Regions from separate parts of the Mus musculus genome. Here region 1 is linked to region 2. A link is a contact called in public Hi-C data. All regions are on one chromosome and are shown on one strand. Each heading gives the region's core, a stretch centred on a gene start, on an enhancer-like site or on the middle of the called end of the contact. The rest is flanking DNA. Distances are from core to core; before and after follow the strand shown.

Evidence for each region. A called contact is a pair of places that touch in the nucleus more often than the background predicts.
Region 1: a Hi-C map of bone marrow-derived macrophages shows a contact between it and region 2, with 27 read pairs. The contact joins two enhancer-like sites. A contact is called at or near these places in 10 of 39 promoter capture datasets (the C10 cell line, the HPC-7 cell line, cranial neural crest and 7 more), 4 of 15 datasets of contacts at CTCF or cohesin (CD8 T cells, the NIH/3T3 cell line, embryonic stem cells and 1 more), 33 of 484 Hi-C or Micro-C datasets (the 3T3-L1 cell line, the AtT-20 cell line, B cells and 21 more), 14 of 115 datasets of contacts at active chromatin or transcription factors (the 230-238 cell line, acute myeloid leukemia, bone marrow-derived macrophages and 7 more) and 1 of 9 other capture datasets (embryonic stem cells).

The regions. Positions count from the first base shown.
Region 1 is chr5:105,845,954-105,852,761 of GRCm38.p6, forward strand. No RefSeq gene overlaps it. Among named protein-coding and RNA genes, the nearest start is that of Zfp326, 27 kb to the right of the region's middle. Within about 2 kb of position 3,493, at least 23 of the 459 cell types and tissues checked have an H3K27ac peak or open chromatin away from gene starts, as enhancers often do. A contact at or near this core is called in bone marrow-derived macrophages, where this site is marked.
Region 2 is chr5:105,660,135-105,666,883 of GRCm38.p6, forward strand. Gm32276 (a long non-coding RNA gene) reads left to right here. Exons shown (of 5, transcript XR_389458.3): 5 at 2,148-2,297. Among named protein-coding and RNA genes, the nearest start is that of Gm32276, 12 kb to the left of the region's middle. Within about 2 kb of position 2,002, at least 43 of the 459 cell types and tissues checked have an H3K27ac peak or open chromatin away from gene starts, as enhancers often do. A contact at or near this core is called in bone marrow-derived macrophages, where this site is marked.

The DNA of each region.
Region 1 (6,808 bases), core at 2,243-4,742, 190 kb after region 2:
AGCCTGATCTCTTGCATTCTCAGACACGAGAAAACAGAATGCTGAAATCACATAATTTAACAGGTATCCAAGAAACCATTTTCAAAATTGCCTTTCTCCCCTAAGTCTTAAAATACTTACTTTCCAGGTTGGTGAGATGGCTCAGTGGGTAAGAGCACGACTGCTTTTCCGAAGGTTCGGAGTTCAAATCCCAGCAACCACGTGGTGGCTCACAACCATTCGAAACAAGATCTGACTCCCTCTTCTGGATTGTCTGAAGACAGCTACAGTGTACTTGCATATATGAATCTTTAAAAATATTTTTTAAAAAATACTTGTTTTCCAACCAAATTTCCATTAGAGTAATTCTTAGGAGAACTCTCGAATCTTCATGTCCTGCCCATACAGCTCAGCCCCAAGCCTGGCACATCTAGAACAGTCGATGGTACAGATCAGACTTTAGATATAATATATTTTCTAGCAGAGTATAGATCAAAAATAGTTTTCTCTAAGTCTAGTGTTAGGTATATAGTGAAATTCAAGTTGAGGTCAAACAGCACAAATAGTATCAAGACATTCATCCTGGAAGTGCTTTTGGTATCATTTAATGCAAATCTCTGGCTTTATGGAGTGGAGAACCAGGACTCAGAAAGGCTCTGATAAGAATAAGCTGAGTTGGAGGAAGCTTAGTAGGTCTTACTCTTTTCTCGGCAATTACCATATCCACGATGTAAGAAAATGTTTACAAGCCATTGGGCTGCTTTCTTTGAAACTGAAAAGATACATGTTTGTCAATTTCACAGAGACATCTAAAAAAGGCTTTCCTGTCTATTTATTACAGAACCTTCTATTGAGACACCTTTACATGCTAGAAATTGTCTTAGATGCTAGGTTGTGAGCAGCAGAAAAGCAGAGCTATCACCTCCATCACCATCACCATCACCTCCAACCTTTTTTCCTGGGAGGGTCTTCTGCTACATTGAGAGAACTCTTGTCCTACTTCCTTGGTAGCCCCTCGGGATACCTCAGCGATCCTTGCCCCTGGTGATCACCCCCCTTGCGGCTCTGTGGCAGGTGAGTACTGCAGAAGGGACATGGTGTGACTCTGAGTTTGCCCTGAGGACTCTACAGCTGCTCTTCCTTTGGGTCACTTCTGTAGGGGAAGTCCTCCATCGTCAGTGTTGTTTCCAGCATGTGAGGGAGAATCCTAGGGAGCAGACCTTTCATACTCAGTCAGGCCGGCAGATACTGCATCCCTGGATGACATTATTACTGTTGCTGTGACAACCACAGCAATAATCCCTGGATGATGTTATTACTGTTGCTATGCCAAAGTGGTCCGCTAAGTGAGCCCAAAATCCCTTGCTCGTGGAACCATGAGTAATAGTATGTCTGTTGTTCTTTTATCCCAGTGACATCAGACGGTTGGTGCCTGACCCCACACTGGGCTTACAGAAGGCTCCCTGTAGAAAATCAATCCACATGTTAAAAGATGGTAAAGAAATGCTGGGTGTCATGGCTCAAGCCTATGATCCCTCCAAGTTTGAGGCCAGCCTGGACAATAGAATGAGTTCTAGATCATTAAAAGTTAAAATAACAAAAACAAAAACAAACAACAACAACACAAAAACACTGGCCATTTCAAATGCCATTTTCCCCTTTGTTTTTGTTTTTGTTTTTTTGAGGGTATTATGTAGCCCACCAACCTGTCCTTCCTTAAACTCACCGGGAGGTTGTGAATTCCTGATACATACACCCTCTCAGTTGCTGGGGTTATAGGCCTGTACCACCATGCCTGCTCCAAATCTATAACTTCTGCTGGAGTCTTCCATTCTGTGGGCCAAATGGGAATGGGAAAAGACCAAAGTAAGCACAGCTTTCTGACCAAGAGAAGGTAATCTTCGTAGTAAAGAGAAGGCCTCAGCTGTCGCTCGGCAGAGGCAAGGCCACGGAAACCATGGTGGAAACGGCAGCAACTCAGCAAGACTATTTGCTAATAATTTATTTTCGTTAAGAAAAGAAAACATATCCTTGGTAAAGTGCCAGTTCTCAACAAGCTGATTCATAACAAGTCTTTCTCTGGGAAAACAGACGATTGAATCATTCTCAAGTCTTTGCTACCTGAAGTCATTGTGGCTGTCCATAAATATCTCAACCTACGGTCTTTTTTTTTTTTTTTTGGTAGAATCCAAATTGGCTTTGAATTTGAGGATACATTCCAGTCTCTACTTACCCTAGAGAAATCTGTAATTAGAGTTGTGTGACCCTATGCCCAGTTTATGAAACACCGGGGCTGGAACACCAGGACTCATGAATGCTAGCCGTATATTCTACAAAATGAGCTGCTGCAGAGCCTGTTGGAAATCCTCATTTCCCACCTGTTGAAGGCGGTAGGTACCACATCATTTGCTCTGGCAGAAAGAATATGTGTAGAAACACTGCAGGCTGGTGCAGGTCAGGATGCCTGGTATAGTCTTACCCTTTCTGTGTTAGGGCAACCAGCCATGTTTCTGAACTGGCTAGCTCTGTCAGCATGGGGCTCACAGTGAAGATGACACTGTGTAATGAATGGAAATACTTTTGGATATTACCTGTAACCCTGGCAGAAACTCCCTGGCATGGCTGAAACACTAGGAACTGAAGCTCACATTGCTCAGGCCTGTCGTGGTATGTGGCTCTCTAGGCAGAACTGTATCCATCTTCATCAGACCTTTTAGGGTCTTCATCATGTAAGCCGTGCTTAAAAGAGGCCACCAAGAGCAGGTCTTATGACCACTGACCCTCTTTCAGAGAAGGAGGAGTTGCGGAGGGTCACTAGACCCTCACCTGGGACTCTAGCCACTCCTCACAGCCATTTGTGTGAAGTTCTGCCCTAATTACACAACAGCCACTGAAGCATATGGGCTGAGGGAGGATAATGGGGAAGCCATCAGGGATGCTGGGTGAATGCTTTCCCGTGGGACTGCACTAGGGTCGTCCATGCTTCTGCCTGTGACCCTACTCTGTAAGTAGTCCGATTAACTCGTTGGTTCCCCAGAGCAAACTTGGATGGAGTCATACTTTGGTTCTGTTGGGACTTTATATGGGAGAGGGGTGTAGATGCTTTTAAAAGTCTTCTCAGAGAAGGGATTCTCCCAAACGAGTCTCTTCCAATGCTGGTGTCACAGCTTTCGGTTAGTTAAGGGTGGCCGTGTTGGAGTCTGGCTGAGAACAAGGCGTCTTCCATGTCTCATTCAATGTCATAATAAACTGGTATTATTAAACTCGTACTTATAAAGATCCTGAGAAATGAAGTGATCTTTTTTCCCTCCCAGCTTACTGACGAGAAGGATACTTGAGACGGGAACCCAGGCTTTCTGAATATGAAACTCCCTCTGAGCTACTCAGTAGTGCTACAGTAGTGCAGCACCAAGGCCACCTGTCACCAATGACAAACCCAGGTGACCTCATCCTGCACTGTGACTCCAGTGTTGGATCCTCCTGAGTTAGTCACTATTGAGTCCTCCTCTTGTCTCTGGTATCTATTTTCTCCAGGAAGTAGGCCACTGGAAATGTGTGTGTCCCCCCCACCCCACTTCCTCTGCTTAGCGGTAATTGCTGCTTTGCTACATAACAATAAAGAAACAGCTGTCATGCAGCCTCTGCAAGGTGTTCTGCGTTCTGTATTCCTTACAGTGTCACAGATATTCTTCAAAAGTGGGACACTGAAGCACCAGGCAAGCTCTTCAAAGTGTCTGAAGACTTAGCCTTTGCTAGGTGGGATTTAGACCCCTGTCAGCCCGACTTCCAACTCCCCATTCTGTCTGGTACCTTTTCCCACAGCCAGACTCAATGCACCCGAGTGCTTACTGAGGGCGGGGTATCTCCAAGCAGTTGGAGAGGACTAAACAAACCCATATTGTGACTGCCTGGGCTCTCTGCTACACATGTTGGCCAATTTCCAAAGACTCAACCCCTATGAAAGGGCAGGGCCCTCCAAGTTCCTCAGAATCAACCCTGAAGTGAGATTGCCTGGAAATTTATTTATTTATTTTCTTCTGGTCTACATGTAGGAAGTGGTTGGTATGTGTTCCCTCAAAATTTTCACTTTTCCTATAGATAAAGTAGCTCTGTGTAATTTATGTCTTCAAGAAAGTCTCAGACACTTGGAAGATCCTTTGTCTGGGCACTTCTGGTCCATCCACTGGCTATTTCAGTGAGTCCACTAAGGTAACCCAGCCAAGGGTTTCTTGTACATGGTAATTGATTTTAATTACTCTTCATTAGTTCCCCCTTTATATTGTAGTGTCAGCTTAAATGAAAGTCCTGTGTTCCAGCAAACCTCAGTCCTAAGCAAACTAGGACTGTTGGTCATCCTAGATGGTGTGTTTTCCCCTAACGTATGTGCAAATGTGAGTAACAGATGTGCGTATGTGTGTAATGTATATATGTATGTGTGTGTGTAACATATGTGCATAAGTGTGTAATAGAGGCTAAATATTTTATTTCATGATGGCAAAAGAGCGTCTCCAAAGCAATTATGGCAAAAAGGGACTGAATAGAATGAGGTGGAGACTCATTGACTCAGAATGCTTTCGAAGAGATTTGTTTCCACTGGCTTCCCAACGTGGGAAAGTCCACCCTGGTCTGAACTCCAACCCTTCGCACACAGCTGCGAAGATAGATCCTGTTGTGGGTGGTGTTTGACATCTGTGTTCCCGGTACTCACAGCTTGCAGCATGCACCCAGATGCTGGTACTCACAGCTTGCAGCATGCACCCAGATGCTGGTACTCACAGCCTGCAGCATGCACCCAGATGCTGGTACTCACAGCCTGCAGCATGCACCCAGATGCTGGTACTCACAGGCTGCAGCATGCACCCAGATGCTGGTACTCACAGCTTGCAGCATGCACCCAGATGCTGGTACTCACAGCCTGCAGCATGCACCCAGATGCTGGTACTCACAGCCTGCAGCATGCACCCAGATGCTGGTACTCACAGGCTGCAGCATGCACCCAGATGCTGGTACTCACAGCCTGCAGCATGCACCCAGATGCTGGTACTCACAGGCTGCAGCATGCACCCAGATGCTGGTACTCACAGGCTGCAGCATGCACCCAGATGCTGGTACTCACAGGCTGCAGCATGCACCCAGATGCTGGTACTCACAGCCTGCAGCATGCACCCAGATGCTGGTACTCACAGCCTGCAGCATGCACCCAGATGCTGGTACTCACAGCCTGCAGCATGCACCCAGATGCTGGTACTCACAGCCTGCAGCATGCACCCAGATGCTGGTACTCACAGGCTGCAGCATGCACCCAGATGCTGGTACTCACAGGCTGCAGCATGCACCCAGATGCTGGTACTCACAGGCTGCAGCATGCACCCAGATGCTGGTACTCACAGGCTGCAGCATGCACCCAGATGCTGGTACTCACAGCCTGCAGCATGCACCCAGATGCTGGTACTCACAGCCTGCAGCATGCACCCAGATGCTGGTACTCACAGGCTGCAGCATGCACCCAGATGCTGGTACTCACAGGCTGCAGCATGCACCCAGATGCTGGTACTCACAGCCTGCAGCATGCACCCAGATGCTGGTACTCACAGCCTGCAGCATGCACCCAGATGCTGGTACTCACAGCCTGCAGCATGCACCCAGATGCTGGTACTCACAGCCTGCAGCATGCACCCAGATGCTGGTACTCACAGGCTGCAGCATGCACCCAGATGCTGGTACTCACAGCCTGCAGCATGCACCCAGATGCTGGTACTCACAGCCTGCAGCATGCACCCAGATGCTGGTACTCACAGGCTGCAGCATGCACCCAGATGCTGGTACTCACAGGCTGCAGCATGCACCCAGATGCTGGTACTCACAGGCTGCAGCATGCACCCAGATGCTGGTACTCACAGGCTGCAGCATGCACCCAGATGCTGGTACTCACAGCCTGCAGCATGCACCCAGATGCTGGTACTCACAGGCTGCAGCATGCACCCAGATGCTGGTACTCACAGGCTGCAGCATGCACCCAGATGCTGGTACTCACAGGCTGCAGCATGCACCCAGATGCTGGTACTCACAGGCTGCAGCATGCACCCAGATGCTGGTACTCACAGGCTGCAGCATGCACCCAGATGCTGGTACTCACAGCCTGCAGCATGCACCCAGATGCTGGTACTCACAGGCTGCAGCATGCACCCAGATGCTGGTACTCACAGGCTGCAGCATGCACCCAGATGCTGGTACTCACAGCCTGCAGCATGCACCCAGATGCTGGTACTCACAGGCTGCAGCATGCACCTAGATGCTGCAGGAACTGTTTCCCTTCCTCTCCCTCGCCTGGAGAGCAGGTGACGTTTGCCTCACCCTTTCTTCTATTTTGTTGATTGTTTCATTTTGGGTTTTTCTGCTTTTTGATTTTTTTGTTTTTTGTTTTTTTGTTTTTTTCTCCTCCTGGGTCCTTATGGCCCTGTGTCCTCAGGTTGAAACCTGTCTACAAGTTATGTGGACTTGCTTAAGTTCTGGCTTTACAAGCTTTGACTTCACTCTGACCAAATCTCCCTGCATCTAAGCTTTCTGCACTATAAAGTAAGAGTGACAACATAGTAATAATATGTATTATATGCCTCACTGAGTTAATGTGAAGAGTGTATAGACGAAATGGACTAATATCACCCATTTTAAGTACAGCGCAGGATATGGCTAATAAATTTTATTTATCACTGATCCTGAGCCTACGCAGCTCTTTTCTTCCAGGAACAATTTGTAAGTCAACGGCTCTTATTTTCGATTTCTTGACCTTTTTTTAAAAAAGATTTTATTTCATATATATATATATATA
Region 2 (6,749 bases), core at 752-3,251:
GGAGACCAGAGAGGCTCCAGAAGTTTGTAGCTCAGCTGGCCTGGTGTTCCCAGCTGCAAACAACATGACCTTGTCTCAAACAAGAAGGAAAACAAGGACACGGAGGGTGTCCTCTGATCTCCATACACGGGCGTGGCGCACACTCACTTGTCCTCATACATGAACGTGTGCAAACACACACATATACACACATCACAGACACACATGGGTAATATACACATCACACTGAATATATAAATATTATCCTATTATAACTTGTTGTATAGTATTTGGGAAATGTTCAATATAGCCAATTATGAGAAACATTCAAAGTACATGTATTGGAAGGTAAGATCAATACGCACAGACTCCTTTTTCTTTTTCTTTAATTATATTTTATCATTGTGTGTGTGCTTGTGTGCACGTGTACCTGTGTGCATGAGTGCAAGGTTTCCTGTGAAGAAGTCACAAGACAGTTTTCAGGAGTTGCTCCTTCCTTTCTTGGTGACATAGGGGCTCTTATATTCTCCAAACTCCAGGCCATCAGGGTGAGTCTCCTGTCTCCACTTCCGACTCGCTGGGATTCTGGGTGAGACCCATGCATCTGGCTTAGTGTGGGTTCTGGGGATTTGACTCAAGGTATCGTGTTTTCATAGAAGGTGGTTTATGTGATGAGCTATCTCTCTGGATTTCTGCCTTTTTATACATTTCCTTATTCTTCATGGTTGCTCTCTAATATCCTTTGTGTTAAACACTGAGAATTACCAAGATCAGCTAGAAAAAAAGAAAAAAAAAAAAAAACCTGAGGTGGAAGACAGACCAGTGATTATCTTTCATGACCACTTCAAAACCTCGCAGGTAGCATGATGATGATAAATACAGAATCTGCGGATACAGCTCAGCTCACAGACTGCTTGCCTCCCACAATGCCCTGGGTCCAAGCCCTAGAGCTGCATAAACTTGTGTGGTGGTGCATGCCTGTTGCCCCACACTTGGGAGATAAGCATAAGATGCATAAGAGTGTGTGAAATCCAAGGCCATTCTCGCCTCATCCGGACTTTGAGGCTAACTTGGACTACATGAGATCTTGTCTTCAAACATTATTTATTTGTAATGCAAGTGGGACTCTTCTAAAAAGAGACAAGAGGTGATCTGTGTGGATCTAAGACCTATAGTCTCAGGCTAGAGAGATGGTTCAGCAGTTAAGAGCACTGACGGCTCTTCCAGAGGTCCTGAGTTCAATTCCCAGCAACCACATGGTGGCTCACAACCATCTGTAACTGGGTCTGATGCCCTTTTCTGGTGTGTCTGAAGATAGCGAAAATGTACTCACATATATAAAATAAATCTTTAAGGAAAAAAAACCTATAATGTCTAAATATGCTTATAAGAAAAATGTAGCATTAAATCTGGATTGACCACCCTCTGCTCATCACCAGAAGAGACACGTAGCCTTCTGGAATAAGAGATGGGCGTGGCCAGTGGTGGCACACGCATTTAATCCCAGCACTTGAGAGGCAGAGGCAGGTGGATTTCTGAGTTTGAGGCCAGCCTGGTCTACAGAGTGAGTTCCAGGACAGCCAGGGCTACACAGAGAAACCTTGTCTCGAAAAACCAAACCAAAACAACAACAACAAAAACAAAACAAAACAAACAAACAAAAAAAACCAAAATGGGTGTGTGCACAATTAAATAAGCCATGAACGGAAGGCTTTCCCTGTGAGCCTTCCCTGGATGGGCCATGGTGTACAAGATCTCTGGCAATCGATTACCTGAGACACCCCTTCCCCTCAGGGTGTCCTCTTTCTCTCTGTCTTGAAATAGGCCAGGAGGAAATTCTCCTTATAACCAGGAACCTCTACTGTCCTTACTTAGTCCTTCCCACACCCAGCCTGCCAGGATGTCCGGGCCTCATGACCCATCACCCAGAACACGTAGATTGTCTCCAGCCTTCTACAAAGAGAAGTGGCCCTGTTGGTGTCTGTTCTTCAGGGTCAGTTTCACTTCCCTAACAGTTATTGCATGGGGAGGTTTTCTGTAAGTCATGATCTAGGTATGCTGGGAGATGCTACGCGCACAGACCCACCCCTGTGGGCCACAGAGGACACAAACGTATCCCAGAGTAACCTGGCCTGGGATTTTAAGATTTCTTTTCTCTCCTCCACCAGGAAGACTGTCCCAAGGACTTTCTTCTAGTAGCTGTCTGGAGAGGATGACTTGACGCATGTGCACCCCTGCAGACGGATGCTTGGGGACAATACTTCCGGTGTGGGGATGGGGAGGTCATTGGAAGGGAAAGGAAGGGAAAAAAAGACAGTGGAGGATAGCATAACCAGAATTTATGTATATATCATTTGCACAATAACAAAATAAATCAATTACAAAACAGAAAAATCTGCATTCATTTTTTTCCATGGCTGAATATTCACCTGCAGACAGGTTTCTCACCCTCTCACTCACCTGTCGATAGACACTCTTTGTTTACAGCGTGGTTAGCCAGAAGAGGGCTGCTTGCATACTTTTCTCTCGAGATACCTGTTCAAATCACTTCCAGTTCTCTCTTGGGTACAAAAATGAAATTTCTGGGTCATGTGGTAGTTTCATCTCCAACTTGTAGAAATCACCAAACTGCTTCCTGCAGTGGCTTTGGCATTTGCCATGCTCATGAAGGTCATGTGTCCCCTACATTCTCACCAACTCTTATTTTCCACTTTGTTCTGTTTCCTAACTTTCCTAGCAAATGAAGAGTGGTGTCTCACCCTGGCCCAGTTTACCTCTCTACTGACTGATGATGCTGATCTTAGTTCTGTGAGCTTAGCCCATGCCGAAATGTTTGCTGAGTCATTGGCTTACACTTGACCTAGATTATTGGAGGTTTGCTGTTACTCTTGGGTTTTAGCCATCCTTTATAGATTTAGATTTAGATCCTTTATCAGATGTGAGGTTTGCACACACCTTCCTCCGTGCTGAAGGTTGTCATCCTTTGTCAACCTTTTTAACTTTGATGAGCGTACAATTTCTGTCTTTTGTTGTTGTTTGCAGTCTGTGGTTGACCTGGCCTCGGATGGCATAAGGATTCTCTTAGGATGTCTCACAAACAACATCCCAGACAGCTCAGTTTGGTTTTCTACTCTCTATCATCATATAATTTCTACATAATAGAATTTGTGTGCAGCTGAATGCTCTTTTACACCTGAAACTTTCTAACTACACAGTCTTATCCACATAGGCGAGAATCATAAACAATCTGAGTGCCCATCAATAGATAAAAGTGGAGGGCTGGAGAGATGTCTCAGTGGTTAAGAGCACTGGCTGTTCATCCAGAGATCCTGAGTTCAATTCCCTGCAACCACATGGTAGCCCTCAATAGGATCCGATGCCCTCTTCTAGTGTGTCTGAAAACAGAACACTCATGTACATAAAATAAATGTTAAAAACTTTTAAAAAATAGATAAACAATCTGAGAGTCTATCAACAGCAGAACAAATAGATAATTCATGACATGTGGAGACACTGGAATAAGAAGCAACCATTTTTTAAAAAAGAATGCAGTATCCGAGGCAACATGGACATATCTCACTGATGACAAGGAAGGAGTCCAGACACAAGACAACATACTCTGGTTCTCTTTATTATAAAGTTGAGGAATCGGGGAATCTACTATCACAGACACCAGTGGTTTCTGGGATGGGATAGTTATCAGGAAAGGGCACAAACGAGACAAGGAAGCTTTGAGAGGAATAATGCTAAAGTAAAATTCATATCGTGATGTAGGCTATGACCGTGTGTGTGTGTGTGTGTGTGTGTGTGTGTGTGTGTGTGTGTGTGTGAATTCATCAAATTTATACATGAATTGCATACTTTACTATTTAAATATTGTGCCTCAATTAAACATTTTGAATATCTGGGTACTGGTGTGCAGTTCAGTAGCAGAACCCTTTCCTACCATGCAGAAGAGCCTTGGGTATGTCCCCTGGCTCAACTAATTTGCTTTTTAAAAATCTCTTGCTAATAGGTTCACAGGGTTCCTGTTAGTATATAGATCTGGTGAGGTTTTCCCAGGACACAGTTTGAACTAAATCTAAAACATTGTGCTTTCTCTGGGAAGCATCCAGATGCATGATAGAGGGTAATCAATACACATAGAAGTAACAGAGGATGCTCAATCAACAACAGAAGTAAGTGATAGAGGATAACCAATCAACACCAGATAGAAGCTCCTTAAGACTGTTACAGACTCGTGGAAGTTTTCTTCTAACATGAATCTCCCTAATGACTAGATGGAAGGGTTGTCACCAGTGTCTATATCACTGTTTGAGTCCTAAAGCAAAAACAGGTTGTCCAAGGGGAGGAAAATCATTGAAAACCAAGTAGAATGTTTTTGATTGCTGATTAAAGATATAACCAGTTGCTAAGATACCATCTATATGGGGGGAAAGAATTGAAAAGAATGAGGGATTATTTAAGCAGAGGGGTGTTGTTGTTGTTGTTGTTGTTGTTTTTGAAACATGGGTGAAAGTTTAACCATTGTCATGTTGATGCAGGCTCAGACAAAACCTAGGAGACAAGGGATGTATGTAGTATGTATGTATGTATGTATGTAGCTCAAGAGTAGAGCGGTTGAGCCGGGCGTGGTGGCACATGCCTTTAATCCCAGCACCTGGGAGGCAGAGGCAGGTTGATTTCTGAGTTCGAGGCCAGCCTGGTCTACAAAGTGAGTTCCAGGACACCCAAGGCTACAAAGAGAAACCCTGTCTCGAAAAACCAAAAAAAAAAAAAAAAAGAAAAAAAGAAAAGAAAAGAAAGAAGGAAGGAAGGAAGGAAGGAAGGAAGGAAGGAAGGAAGAAAGAAAGAAAGAAAGAAAGAAAGAAAGAAAGAAAGAAAGAAAGAAAGAAAGAAAGAAAGGAAGGAAGGAACATATTAAGAGTTGTGTTGGGGTTGGGGAGATGGCTCTGTGGTTAAGAGCACTGACTGCTCTTCCAGAGGTCCTAAGTTCAATTTCCAGCAACTGCATGGTGGGTTACAACCATCTGTAATGGGATCTAACACCCTCTTCTGGTGTGTCTGAAGACAGCTACAGTGTACTCATATACATTAAATAAATAAATAAATGATTTTTTTTAAAAATCTTTAAAAAACAAACAAACAAACAAAAAAGAGTTGTGTCAGGGCTGCGGAGATGGGGCTAGGCTCCCAACCACAAAAGAGTTTTGTCTCTGTTATCAAACACTATCATCTGGTCATGGCATGGATGAGGTACCCATGGCCACACATCAAGAAAGCCACAAGATGGCCCGTCAGCACTCCATACTCCATCATGGATACTAGAGAGTTCATATAGCCTCCATCCTTCCCAGGGGAAGCCAAACATAGTGGTTGGTGGGTAAGGGAGGTCTATCCCTCAGTGGTGTAGCCAATGGCAAGTTGCCCTTGCTCAGGGGAATACCTCCCATCCACATCCATGCAGCCAAGTCAGGTTAAATGCAGGGGCCACACTAAAAACACACTTGCCTGAGGGTCACTGGTGGGGAAGACCAGAAAGCTTTGAGGGAAGTGACAGCCCAAGGGAGAGTGATGGATCGAGAATGTGCTCAAAGTGCATTGTATATGTATGACATCAAGAAAGAATAAATACATTAAATGGAAAAGGTACACTCCCAATCCTACATGATATTTGAAGTAAGACTAGGTTTTGCCCGACGATGATGGCACGAGCCTTTAAATCCAGCAAGCATGGGGCAGAAGCAGGTGGATCTCTATGAGTTTGAGGCTACCTGGTCTACAGAGCAAGTTCCAGGACAGCCAAAGTGACACAAAGAAACCCTGTCTCAAAACCGATGAGAATGAAAGAAACTATATTTTTTTTCAGTGCATATGTAGAGACCTAAGTGGCTAGACACATCCACCATCAGTCTGTGAAACAGGGATGTGATGAGCTGGGACTGAGGTGAGAAAGCAGCTGAGGTGAGCAGGTGACATCAGACAGCATCCTCACACTTCACAATATACTCTCATCCAGATTAAATGCTTGAAACAACCAATCAAGACCTGGGTATATACAGGAGTGAGGCTGCTTGTCTGGCTCATCTCGGGTCTTGAGAATAGATGAACAATAAAATCCTACATAAAAGTCATGTAGGAAAAGAAAGAAAATGGGTGGGTAACATGTGCCATTCCAAGTTAGAAACCAGTCCTTGGTAATGTGTGCCGTTCCAAAAGGTTTTCAATACTGAATTAGATTAGCAACAGTATGGCAAAGACAGATGTGTTAGTCAAGAGCTAAAAAAAAAAAAAAAAAAGAATAAATGTATATTATATATATTATTGTCTATAGTATGCTCTCCTCGGAGTATTTAGAAATATTGTTCCCCCTACACAATACACACAAAAATAAATAAGAGTCGCAACTTAAAAAGAAAAGCATCACACAAGTATTTAAGTGGATAATTTCAAAGAAGATTATAATGAGATCTGACGGCCACTACCCTTACTAATAGTGGTCAAAACAGGAATGTTCAGGGCATGCATCCTCGGCACCCAACAAACATACATGTACCCCAAGAAACAAAATAACAGAGGTTAAGTTCTAGAGATGGTTCTGTGTGTGTGGTGGCGCACGCCTTTAATCCCAGCACTCGGGAGGCAGAGGCAGGCAGATTTCTGAGTTCGAGGCCAGCCTGGTCTACAGAGTGAGTTCCAGGACAGCCAGGGCTATACAGAGAAACCCTGTCTCAAAAAAAACAAACAAACAAAAAAAGAAAGAGTATCAG